Regions from separate parts of the Mus musculus genome. Here regions 1 and 3 are each linked to region 2. The links are chromatin contacts, called in public Hi-C maps. All regions are on one chromosome and are shown on one strand. The core of a region is the stretch at or near the end of the contact, and the rest is flanking DNA. Distances in the headings are between cores, read along the strand shown.

Region 1 (3,211 bases), core at 231-2,730, 220 kb before region 2:
GCCTGGAAGTTAGTCTTCTCCTAGCGGCCTTCAGATGAAGATATAGAACTCTCAGCTCCTCCTGCACCATGCCTGCCTGGATGCTGCCATGTTCCTGCCTTGATGATAATGGACTGAACCTCTGTACCTGTAAGCCAGACCAAATTACATGTTGTCCTTATAAGTAAGAGTTTCCTTGGTCATGGTATCTGTTCACTGCAGTAAAACCCTAACTAAGACAGCTCCACACACCTGGGTTTTTTTTTGTTTTTGTTTTTGTTTTTTGTTTTTTGTTTTTTTTTGTTTTTTAAGCCCAGCAAGCCACAAACATGTGGCTCTTTGTAGAATTGTCTCCAACCCCAGCTGCTGTAGAAGAGGCTATTTCTAAATATCCTTAAAACTCTATTTCAGAGTGAGTATGCTCCACCTACCAGGATGTAGAGAAGGTAGGGTCAGGGCTGGTACTTAGAGCTTTGTGTCTTGGTAAGGGGAATTCTTGAAGCTGTTTGCACGTATGGTCGGATGGGGGTGATTTGTAAACCTTGACAGTGGTGATAATACCAACAGCCATTGGTGTTCACTGTGCTGTGACAGCATCATGAGCCTGTCCAAAGGCCCTCCCCCTCTGTCGTTCATGTGTCATGATCTTCTAGAACGTTAAGACTTTCATCATCCACTTTTCAGAGATGAAGAAACGAGGCTGAAGTTGGGGACCTGGCCAAAGGTCATAAGGTCATGAAAGCAGAGAAGGACCAAGCCATTTTGCAAGGCCACCTTCCTTACCCTCGTGCCTCTGTTTTTTTGTTTTTTGTTTTTGTTTTTGTTTTTCCTGGTTTGGAGAACTATCAGGTGGTTTTGTGGAAGATGTCAGCACTCTGTATCCCCCACGTGTTAGCCCACTCCCCACCCCCTGGGCTCTGCTGTTAATATTCACTGCATCGATGGGCCCAGGTGGTGGCCAAATCTGATGGGGTAGGCAGCTGCAGAGAGTGGCTCCTGGCAGCTTCTGTGACTCACTCATCCTGACTGTCCCCTGTTGAAGCTGAGGAATGATCTAGCAATCCCAAAGAGCTCTGGGGGGTTCCATGTTAGCTGCCTGTGACCCTCCCAGCCTTTTAGGGCAACAAGGGGCTATAACTCTGTGACTTCCCTACCATGATCATCATGGTGGCAGCTGGAATCATTCCCCTTCAGTTGATCCCTTAGAAGATGCTATACCCCATCTGGGATGTCCCTCCAGCCTCTATGGGCATCACCACTTCTATATGCAGTTCCTATCCCTTGTCCTGGAAACAAGGAGAGGAGTTGACCACCAGCCAAGAACTCGACCTTGTGTGTACCTGGAGGCTGAGTCAGATCTGGGTGTGACAGGGGGCGGCTATAGCAGGTGGCAGTGAAGGTGACGAAGCTGAACCGCCGGCCATGTTCCCACCAAGGCAACTGCTGGGGTTATAAAGATACCCGGGATGGGGCTGATTATATAATGGGGTTTAATGAGGCTTGAAGCCAAGGCTCATTACCCCTAGAGGAGGGGGAGGAGACGTGCGCATCTCTGTAGAAGCTGGCAGCCTGAACCGGAGGCGCATCTTACAACCGGGACCGATCATCCTACTGTGGGGAGATCCTGGCTCAGGGGAGGCAACTGCAATAGGGAACATATACCCCATGGGGCTGACCCGAAGGGTGCTGCTTACTGGGAAGGATTAAATGGTGGTGCTGATGTTGGTGTCTGGGTCCTGCCCTTGTGCTGGCCCGTCAGACCCAGGACTTGCTTGGCATCTAGTTCAGAATTCCAGGCTCTGAGGCGTCCATTGTGTGAATTCCCTGGTCCATTCCGCAAGGCGCGGGAGTGTCTGCTTTGTAGGCATGAAAAGTTGTCCACTTCAGGATAAAATGATGCATAGCTGTCCGTCACATAAAGCCCTGCTTGCTGCAGCTACCACTTGCTCCATCCTGTCTCTGCCTCTGTCTTTGTCTGTCTCTGTGTCTCTCTCTGTCGCTCTCTGTCTTTCTCTCTGTGTCTCTCTCTCTCTCTGTGTCTCTGTCTCTCTCTGTCTCTCTGTCTCTGTCTCTGTCTCTCTCTCTCTCTCTCTCTGTCCCTCAGTGCCTCTCCTTGTTTCCAGGACAAGGGATAGAAACTACATATAGAAGTGGTGATGCCCATAGAGGCTGGAGGGACATCCCAGATGGGGTATAGCATCTTCTAAGGGATCAACTGAAGGGGAATGATTCCAGCTGCCGCCATGATGATCATGGTAGGGAAGTCACAGAGTTATAGCCCCTTGTTGCCCTAAAAGGCTGGGAGGGTCACAGGCAGCTAACATGGAACCCCCCAGAGCTCTTTGGGATTGCTAGATCATTCCTCAGCTTCAACAGGGAACAGTCAGGATGAGTGAGTCACAGAAGCTGCCAGGAGCCACTCTCTGCAGCTGCTTACCCCCATCAGATTTGGCCACCACCTGGGCCCATCCATCGTTGCGGTGAATACCATACTCTCCGTGGTCAGTTTAACCTTAGTGATGGACAGGGCTTCTATCTTCAAAGTGCGTCCTAGATGGCCCCCACCATCAAGAGCCACACATAAACATATGGTAGAAATATAAATATAAATGGTTTATGGGTTCAGGGGCTCACACCTGTCACCTCTATACTGGGGGGGGGGCAGAGGCAGGAGGACCCAGAATTTGAGACCAGTCTAATCTCCTTAGCTAGACTCTCTTGCCCAAACAAACACATGTAAACTCTTTCTGTTGTCCCTTACCCATTGAATGGGGGGGGGGGGACCAGGGAAGGGGGTCTCCCTACCTGAGTTTTCACAAACCCTACCCCTACTCAGCAGGTTCAGCAAGTCAGAATACCTGGGCACTTTACATTTTGAAATGCCGTCCTCCCCAATTCAACTGAGGGCAAAAGTATTTAAGTCATCGACTGATCCTCTCTGAGCTGGCCCGCTTTTTGCTTTTCAGTTTTTTTCTTAAACAGTATGGTGTAATGCCTCTTTCACACACTTGGATTCTCTGCTTGGTAGTGTTGTAAGCAGCCAGAGCTAATGGAAGGTGTACACGGACCCTGGGCAAGCATTGGTAATTTTGGTACCCACAGGTTTTGATTCCCTGGGCTGGGATGTTCTGTGGATATCGAGGGGGAAGTTGAGCTTCAAACACACAGAAAAGTTGCTGGGGAGATGCTGAGAGCTTCTAAGTCCCATCTATCATAATCATTTCTTTGTATT
Region 2 (3,590 bases), core at 2-2,501:
CCCTTGACCCGTGCAGATCGTACTCTGGGTGTGCGGTGCCTTCCACGGGAAGACAAAGATAGCAGCCAGGTGCCTGGGTGTGTGTGAGTCTGTTGTTTGGGTCTGAATCCTCCCCTTCCTTAAGTCCAACACCCCCACCCCCAACCCCGACACACACACACACACACACACACACACACACTTTTACCCCAAGAGTATGTGAGCAACAGCGACAGCTAAATGCAAAACCGCCTGTGCAATCTGTCCAGGAAGAAACAGCTTTGAAGACGGGTTTATATGGTTACCCATATGTTAGAGCCCCTAAGAAAGGAAGAAAAGGAGTTCTCTGAGTCTGCCCCTCCTCCAGCCTAGCTCCTGGCCTCTCCTGGCACTGGGGGTCTCCCAGCCATAGGGGAATAAAGACCCCCAGGGAGGGTTCACACCCCTCTCAGATGCCATGCATACACTCTGCTCCGGGGAGGGAAAAAAAAAAAAAAAAAGAACAGAATCAGGCATCCTTTCCAGAACGTCTGCCCACCCAAGAACCAGAACCGTATTCCAGGCTGGTTTCTGCTGGCTCCGTGAGGGGCTTCCTGCCCTGCCCTGAGGGGCTATGCTCTAGTTGTCCCATTAAGGAATCTTTCCACCAGGTAGGATAGAGACAACCACCTGCCTCAGCTAGATCTTCCTCTGCCCAAAAGAGCCTCTCTCCCCGCTGTGGTCACTACATCCAGTCCCCTTTAGGGTCCCCAATTTCTTCATTGTCTGTGTATGTGTTGATTTTTTTTTTTCTGATAGAAAAAAATGGAAATTAGGTTACATAAAAGATGTATGCTTCCAAGCCCAGAGCGGCCCTTTTAATGAGGGTTGCGACGTCTCCCTCCCCACGCCCATAAACCAGCCGGTTGGACGTCACCACTAATTCGTTTCAGCGGTGATAGGATAAAGCAGGGACATTAAGAAATAAATTCCCCCTCACGACCCTCACTGAGCTCGCTGCGCGGTCCCTGCGTATTGATGCAGCCGCAGGGCGCGAGCGGCTACTTAGCACAGCGGCTGCTACTAGGGGCAGCTGCGGCCGGGGTGAGCCAGGTTGCGCAAGGGGAAGCTGGCAGCTTCCAGTCCTGAACTTGGCTAGGCTAGAGCGGAGCGAGGCGGGAGCAAGAGGCTGGGAGGGGGGCGGGGAGCGCTCGCTCTGGAAGCTCCTACCCTGTGGCGCTGTTGGAGCCCGGAGCATCCTGCCCCGGAGCAAGGCTCTGGATCCGCGCGCTCAGCAGCTGCGGGAGGAGGAGGCGCGGAAGACGGGGTGAACAGCGTGATCCACAGCCCTGGAACTGCGCGGGCTCGGCAGCAGGTGAGTTCTCAGCCTTGGACCCAAGGTATCCCATGTACCTTCTCAGGGACCTGCGCTCCAGCTCCGGCGGGCGGTGTGCGCCCCAACTTGGCTCTCCTTGGCGGCCTGGCTCTCCGGGCAATGGGGCGTACCCGAGTCCAGGCTGTGAGCTCCTGGAAAGGTGGGTCCTGCCTCCTCGCTCCAACTTTACAAGGGCAAGGGACCCTCCCACCCATTCCCTGCACGTTCCCAACCTCCGTGTCACAATGGTAGAAATCCGATCGTAACCCCAGGCAATCTTGACCCCAGGGGCGTACGCACATAGCCTTAAGCTGGGGGGATACACAACCCTGGGGACCTTGGCACCTGCGGGGGGCCTCAACTTTCAGTCACCTCCTCCTCCAAGAGACCCGTTCCTCCTCTCTCCAGACACCCCCTGCCGCCCCCCCCCCCGTGACTCTGTTGGAGACTCTGGCTTGGCCAGAGGGGAGACCCAGCTGCAGGGTGGATTTGCTGGAGCGCTGTTCTTTGCTTTCCAACTTTGTCCCATCAGCCCTGTGCTCCCGCGGCTGGCATGATCCAGTGAAGCAGCTATTCCCCCACAACCCGGAAAGTTCACCTCTCCCGCCAAGGAGACGGTTAAGATCGCTCCGATGGTTCCCAGAGCAGAAGAGGGTCAGTCCGCCAGGGCTCGGGATCCCTGCCTTGCATCCAAATGGTTCAGGGGTGAGACAGGGTTTCCAGGAGACCTAGCTTCCCTGGACACTCGCGGACACTTGGGTCCTCACAGGACTCTTGGGTCGTGCCCTAGGGAACAAGGAAGTGGGAAGCTTGCCTTCACCCTAAGGGCAAGGTAGCCTCAGCATCCACGGCTGTCTACACACTGTGAACCTGGTTTTCTGGAGCAACAGAGGCTCACACAGGTGTACAGCCCCAGCAGGGACCGTAGAGTGATGCCCCTGGGGTTCTAATCCTAGAGCTACCGTTTCTGGTAAGTCTCTTCTCCCTCTCTCTAAGCCTCTGTTTTTCTCGTGCAGTGCGTGAAACAGAGAAGTGGCCCTTTCCTGGGGATTTGTTGGCAAACCTTTAAAACATCGTAAACGTTTACGTGAAGCTATGGGCAAGTGCTAAGTCCGCAGGAAATATTACTGGTGGTCGGGTCTGATGTAACCCAGGATAGATCCTGGGACCTCAGCGTCTTGTGGGTTCCCATAAACTAAACCGACGGTCCTCTGGAGGGTAATTAAGGCTGTGCCCACCTCCCTCTCCCAGTCTGTCCAAGCAGCCCCTGGAGAGATGCATCACATTTTGCTGCAGACGAGACTCTAGAAATGTTGTCTGACTCCTAGGAAACCCAACCCTTGCTTCATACACAAGGGTGGCAGGGGTGATATGCAGGCAACCCCGGGGTACCCAGGAAGTATCTACCACAAGAGTAGGGAGGACAGGAGAGAACCCCTCCAAAGGGAGTGTGGGGGGAAGTACCCCCTTGTCCATCCCTACCCAAACTGAGATCAGAGCAAAAAAGCAGGTTTTGGGGGGTGGCATTAGCACAGCTTCCTAGAGAATTGGTTTTCTTGATTGGATTTTTGCTTTTCTTTATTTTAAATGGAGGTTATCTTGGGGGGGTTGTTTTTTTAAACTTGGGGCATATGCCAGAATGGAATAGGGGTCAAGCCCACTCTTCATCATTGGGGGGGGGGGTTGTCTCAGCAGAAAGGTTTGCGAATCCTTCACAAGTTCTCCCATGATTGCCAATATCACTGCCCCAGCCCAGATTCTAGAAGAAACTGAGGGACGCGAGGCTTTGCGCATGCTGCAAGTGTCTACTGCATACAGGGCATACAGGATGCATCTGGAATAGCTTGGCTTTCCCAATACCTAGGATAACTACCTGCACCTCGATTTGCAGATGTAGAACCTGGGAGAGGGCAAACCAAGCCAGTTGCCCATAGTCAACAAGAAGACCTTCACCGGCTTCCTAATCGGCGGGGGCGTTCATCCATAGCCAGCCCAACCTGTACCCCACTTTTGTGCACATGGATTTGCTTCCAGATGTATAAAGTCTGGAAAACCCTCCCCCAAATTCCAGACCTTGTAGGAAAAGAGCAAGCAGCATAGAGGAGACCTGTTGTAGATTTCTGTCTGAAGCTGAGGACCCCACGGTAGTGTGACTGTCCAATTGGTCACTTAACATCTCTGAGCTTTAGCCCCACTGTCTGCCAAATGAGAGCAATCACTCCTACACAAAACTGTTTTAAAGATGTTGAGATGTCTG
Region 3 (3,265 bases), core at 106-2,605, 220 kb after region 2:
CCCCAGGAGTACAGACTAATTCCTTGGTATCCCCCACCCTGGGGGACTTCTGGCTACTGCCCTGGGCAGCCTCACCAGTGGGCCGTGGGGTCTGCAGGGCAGGGAGGAAGCAGGTAGATTGTTTCTTGCAGGACTGTGTGTAGGTGGGTGGTGCTCCGCCCCTGTGCAGCCAGACCTCCCATCGCTGTGTGACACGAGCCAGATGAGGTGCCTCCATCATCAGTGTGAAGCAGGCTTTGTGCTAACATTTATTTGGGGACAGGTAAGTACAGGCTCTTCATCAACCACACTGAAGCTGACTTGGTGGCACCCAAGGCTACTGCTGAGGAGCTGGGAGTAGGGCTGTGGGTAGAGAAGCAGGCAGAGCTGGGGCCTCAGTGGCTGGGTGGAGGTTGGGTGTGCTCTCTATTCTGTAGCAGACTGAAAGCGAGATCTACCCTACAGTACTGTCCTGTTACTGACAATTGATTCTAGAGATTGGTCCTCAAACTTAAAATCCTCCTGAGTGGTGGGACACTCAGCGAGTGTGTGTGTGTGGCATCACAATGCTCTACTTATAAAGTTGTCCCCTCCCCCAGTTTGGTGGTGGTTGGAGGCTAATGTTTAATCTGATACTTTCCCCGGAGGGCTGTGTGATACAAACCTCATAGACATGGCTGGATGGATACCTGCAGCCTAGTGACACAGAACTTATGGGTAAGAAACAGAGCAAGCCCAGAGCAGCCTGCCACTCTGACCACTTGGCAAACCAGGCTCTTCGAGACGTGAACAAAGCCCCTCTGTTAGGTGGGAGAGGGCAGGCCCTCAGGTCTGATCCTCTGCAGTTGACCAGTCCAAGTTCCACTGTGCTGGAAGAGGCCCAAGTTGGTGGAAGGAGAGGCAGAAGTGCAAGTCACCTTGAGGTTTGGCAAACACCTGCCATAAAGGCTGTCCTTGTATGCCGTGACCTTGAGGGAGCCAGTGCCGGAACCAGGCCACTCCCGATGGCATCACTGGCACCTTTGTCTTCATGAGTTGGACAAATGCCAACAGGGCTTGGGGCAGGAACATGGCCACAGGAGGACTCGGAACTCTGGCCAGGGCAGGGTGGCAAAACAGTAACACTAAGCCAGCAAGGGACAGGCTTGTCCCCACAGGGAAAGTGGGGGGACTCAAAGGGCCCCTGCCGCGGTGAGAGGCAGCACGTCTGTCTTGGGAAGGGCAGCTGCCACAGCACAAGCTCGGCTCGGCCAGGCACAGGCTGGTGCTCCTCTTCTGTTCCAGGGAGAAGTTCCCTAGTGCACCGCAGTAGGCCCAGGCTGCTGCACAGGAGGGGCTCTGCCACCTCGCACACGGGCAGTGCTGGCCAAGTCACCGCAGGCCTGCCGCAGGAGCCAGGTAACCCATCTGGCTTGGCTGTGTGGGCCACGGTGCCATGGCCCGTGCCATCTGCTGCTTCAAGCAAGAGCCCATGGGTAGTGTCTCCATCTGAGCCACTGTCACGGGGCAGTCATCACCTGAAACCCCTCACTAGGGGAGGCTGTTCTTAATTCCAAGCAACTAACTAGCTCGTGGTACTGCCCTGCCCTGTAACAAGTGGACTGGGGCATGCCACCCTTATGGGGGTACCAAGTGCCCCTGCTGAGGGAGGCTGGCAATCCTGTCGCTCAGCTGAAAGACACCACAGTACCCTAGACTCTGCCATGGGAACTGCTGTCTGAGCTTCAGGAGCAGCATGTCGCCTGCATGGACAGCCTAGTCTGTGTGCACATGTCATGTTGTGCCCCTGCACCCCCAGCCGGGGGAAATAAACCAGACTACACAGGGCAGAGGAAGACTTCAAACGAGTCCTTACAGGAGCAGCACACACGCTCATCAGTGTAGAACCTTTAATAACAGAGCAGAAGTGGCCGCTTAAGGCAAAAGGCAAGCTGCAGATGTGTGACCACCCCTGGCTCCCAGGGCTGTGTCCTGGTGTCTTCTGGCTTCAGAGGCAGCACAGGGAGCCAGCCTGTCCCCCACCCTGGGAGCAGGTGCAGTGGCAGGAGCCAGCGAGGACAGATGCTCTGTGGGGGTAGGGGGCAGGGATTGGGGGCTAGAAGGGCATGTATGCTTGAAACTACTCTAGTCACCTCTGCTCTTCAGTGGCCTTTCATGGCTGCGAAGCCCAGAAAGGAGCTGACCGCACAGCCAATTTCTCTGACAGAAATGTCTCCAGTGGACAGCTTAGGACTGGGAATGCTCGAGTGAGGACACAGCAAGACCAGGCCAGCAGGGGGCGCCAGCCCAGCAAGAGGGAGGTGAGCTCCCCTGGGCACTTGTGCATGGGGAGAGGCCTCAATGCCAAGATCTGAGATCATGCCACAAACCCACTAGACTCCATCCCAGCACACAGGAGGAGACCACCAGGGCTCGGGGAGGGCACTGCACACCCTCTCAGGCCTTCCAGCACCTTCCTGCTGCCAGCCTGGGATCCACCCCATGGAGCTCCCCCACCCCCCTCTTTTTTCTTGCTCTCGGCAGACCCAATGTGGAGTTTGCCAGCCCACTTGTTTTTTGAGCTGGTATTCCCTGGGAGAGGAACTTTGTCTCCTGAGACCTGGTGGCCTCTGTGCAGGTGTGTTAGGTGCCTGGTCTGTGGGGATTCTGAAGAGCTCTGACTGGGTCTCCTGGCCACTATGTGTGGATTTGTCCATGACACTCTGAAGGCAGAGTGGGTGAGCTATGGCTGCGTTTGTCAGGAAGAGACACCACCGGCTAGGCTTGGAGACTGACCCTATCCCTGTGCAATGACCCTTTCCCTCTGCAGGAAGGATGGCTGTCTCCTTCATAGCACATGTACAGGACAGAACAGCTCCTACAGGTAAGGTGGCCCTATAATTATCAACGGTGTGAATCCCAGAGGAGGGGCTGCACTGGAGGGTGCCTGGAGGAGACAGCTGGGGAGGCTGACAGCTGGGGAGGCAGCTTGGAGGCTGACGCTTGCCTATGCGTGTGAGATTCTGGTTCCACCCTCAGCACCACACCCAGGAGACAGTGCAAGTGAAGGCCCTGTGTCCCTGGCCTATGGAACGAGGGGGGGTGTCACTGCTGCCATAGGCTGAGGGGGAGGAGCCACCCCTGGAAAGGTTAACTCTGAGTCATCAGCCAGTCCTACCAAAGCCTGAGGAGGAGGAGGAGGAGGAGAAAGGCAGCAATGGAGTCTGGTTCTGTACAGGGCAACAGGGCTGTGTGGCCACAGTCATACAGGACACTGTCCCCAAACTCCCACCATGTGCTGCAGAGC

The links. A called contact is a pair of places that touch in the nucleus more often than the background predicts.
Region 1: a Hi-C map of cerebral cortex shows a contact between it and region 2, with 4 times the contacts expected there. The contact joins two enhancer-like sites. A contact is called at or near these places in 2 of 39 promoter capture datasets (the C10 cell line and hippocampal neurons), 2 of 15 datasets of contacts at CTCF or cohesin (embryonic stem cells and stem cell-derived epiblast-like cells), 125 of 484 Hi-C or Micro-C datasets (the AtT-20 cell line, B cells, the BV-2 cell line and 66 more), 18 of 115 datasets of contacts at active chromatin or transcription factors (SST interneurons, astrocytes, craniofacial prominence and 11 more) and 3 of 9 other capture datasets (adipose tissue, embryonic stem cells and embryonic tail).
Region 3: a contact with region 2 is called in a Hi-C map of the N1E-115 cell line, with 4 times the contacts expected there. The contact joins two enhancer-like sites. A contact is called at or near these places in 1 of 39 promoter capture datasets (embryonic stem cells), 5 of 484 Hi-C or Micro-C datasets (the N1E-115 cell line, cerebellum, embryonic stem cells and 1 more), 1 of 115 datasets of contacts at active chromatin or transcription factors (embryonic forebrain) and 1 of 9 other capture datasets (embryonic stem cells).

The regions. Positions count from the first base shown.
Region 1 is chr5:117,620,976-117,624,186 of GRCm38.p6, forward strand. The region is part of intron 5 of Ksr2 (kinase suppressor of ras 2); the gene reads left to right. Among named protein-coding and RNA genes, the nearest start is that of Gm42013, 140 kb to the left of the region's middle. Within about 2 kb of position 1,481, at least 16 of the 459 cell types and tissues checked have an H3K27ac peak or open chromatin away from gene starts, as enhancers often do. A contact at or near this core is called in cerebral cortex, hippocampal neurons and muscle stem cells, where this site is marked.
Region 2 is chr5:117,840,945-117,844,534 of GRCm38.p6, forward strand. No RefSeq gene overlaps it. Among named protein-coding and RNA genes, the nearest start is that of Nos1, 24 kb to the right of the region's middle. Within about 2 kb of position 1,252, at least 58 of the 459 cell types and tissues checked have an H3K27ac peak or open chromatin away from gene starts, as enhancers often do. A contact at or near this core is called in the N1E-115 cell line, cerebellum, cerebral cortex and 3 more, where this site is marked.
Region 3 is chr5:118,064,761-118,068,025 of GRCm38.p6, forward strand. It overlaps Fbxw8 (F-box and WD-40 domain protein 8), which reads right to left. Exons shown (of 11, transcript NM_172721.2): 11 at 221-3,265. Among named protein-coding and RNA genes, the nearest start is that of Gm30466, 4.1 kb to the right of the region's middle. Within about 2 kb of position 1,356, at least 59 of the 459 cell types and tissues checked have an H3K27ac peak or open chromatin away from gene starts, as enhancers often do. A contact at or near this core is called in the N1E-115 cell line, cerebellum and trophoblast stem cells, where this site is marked.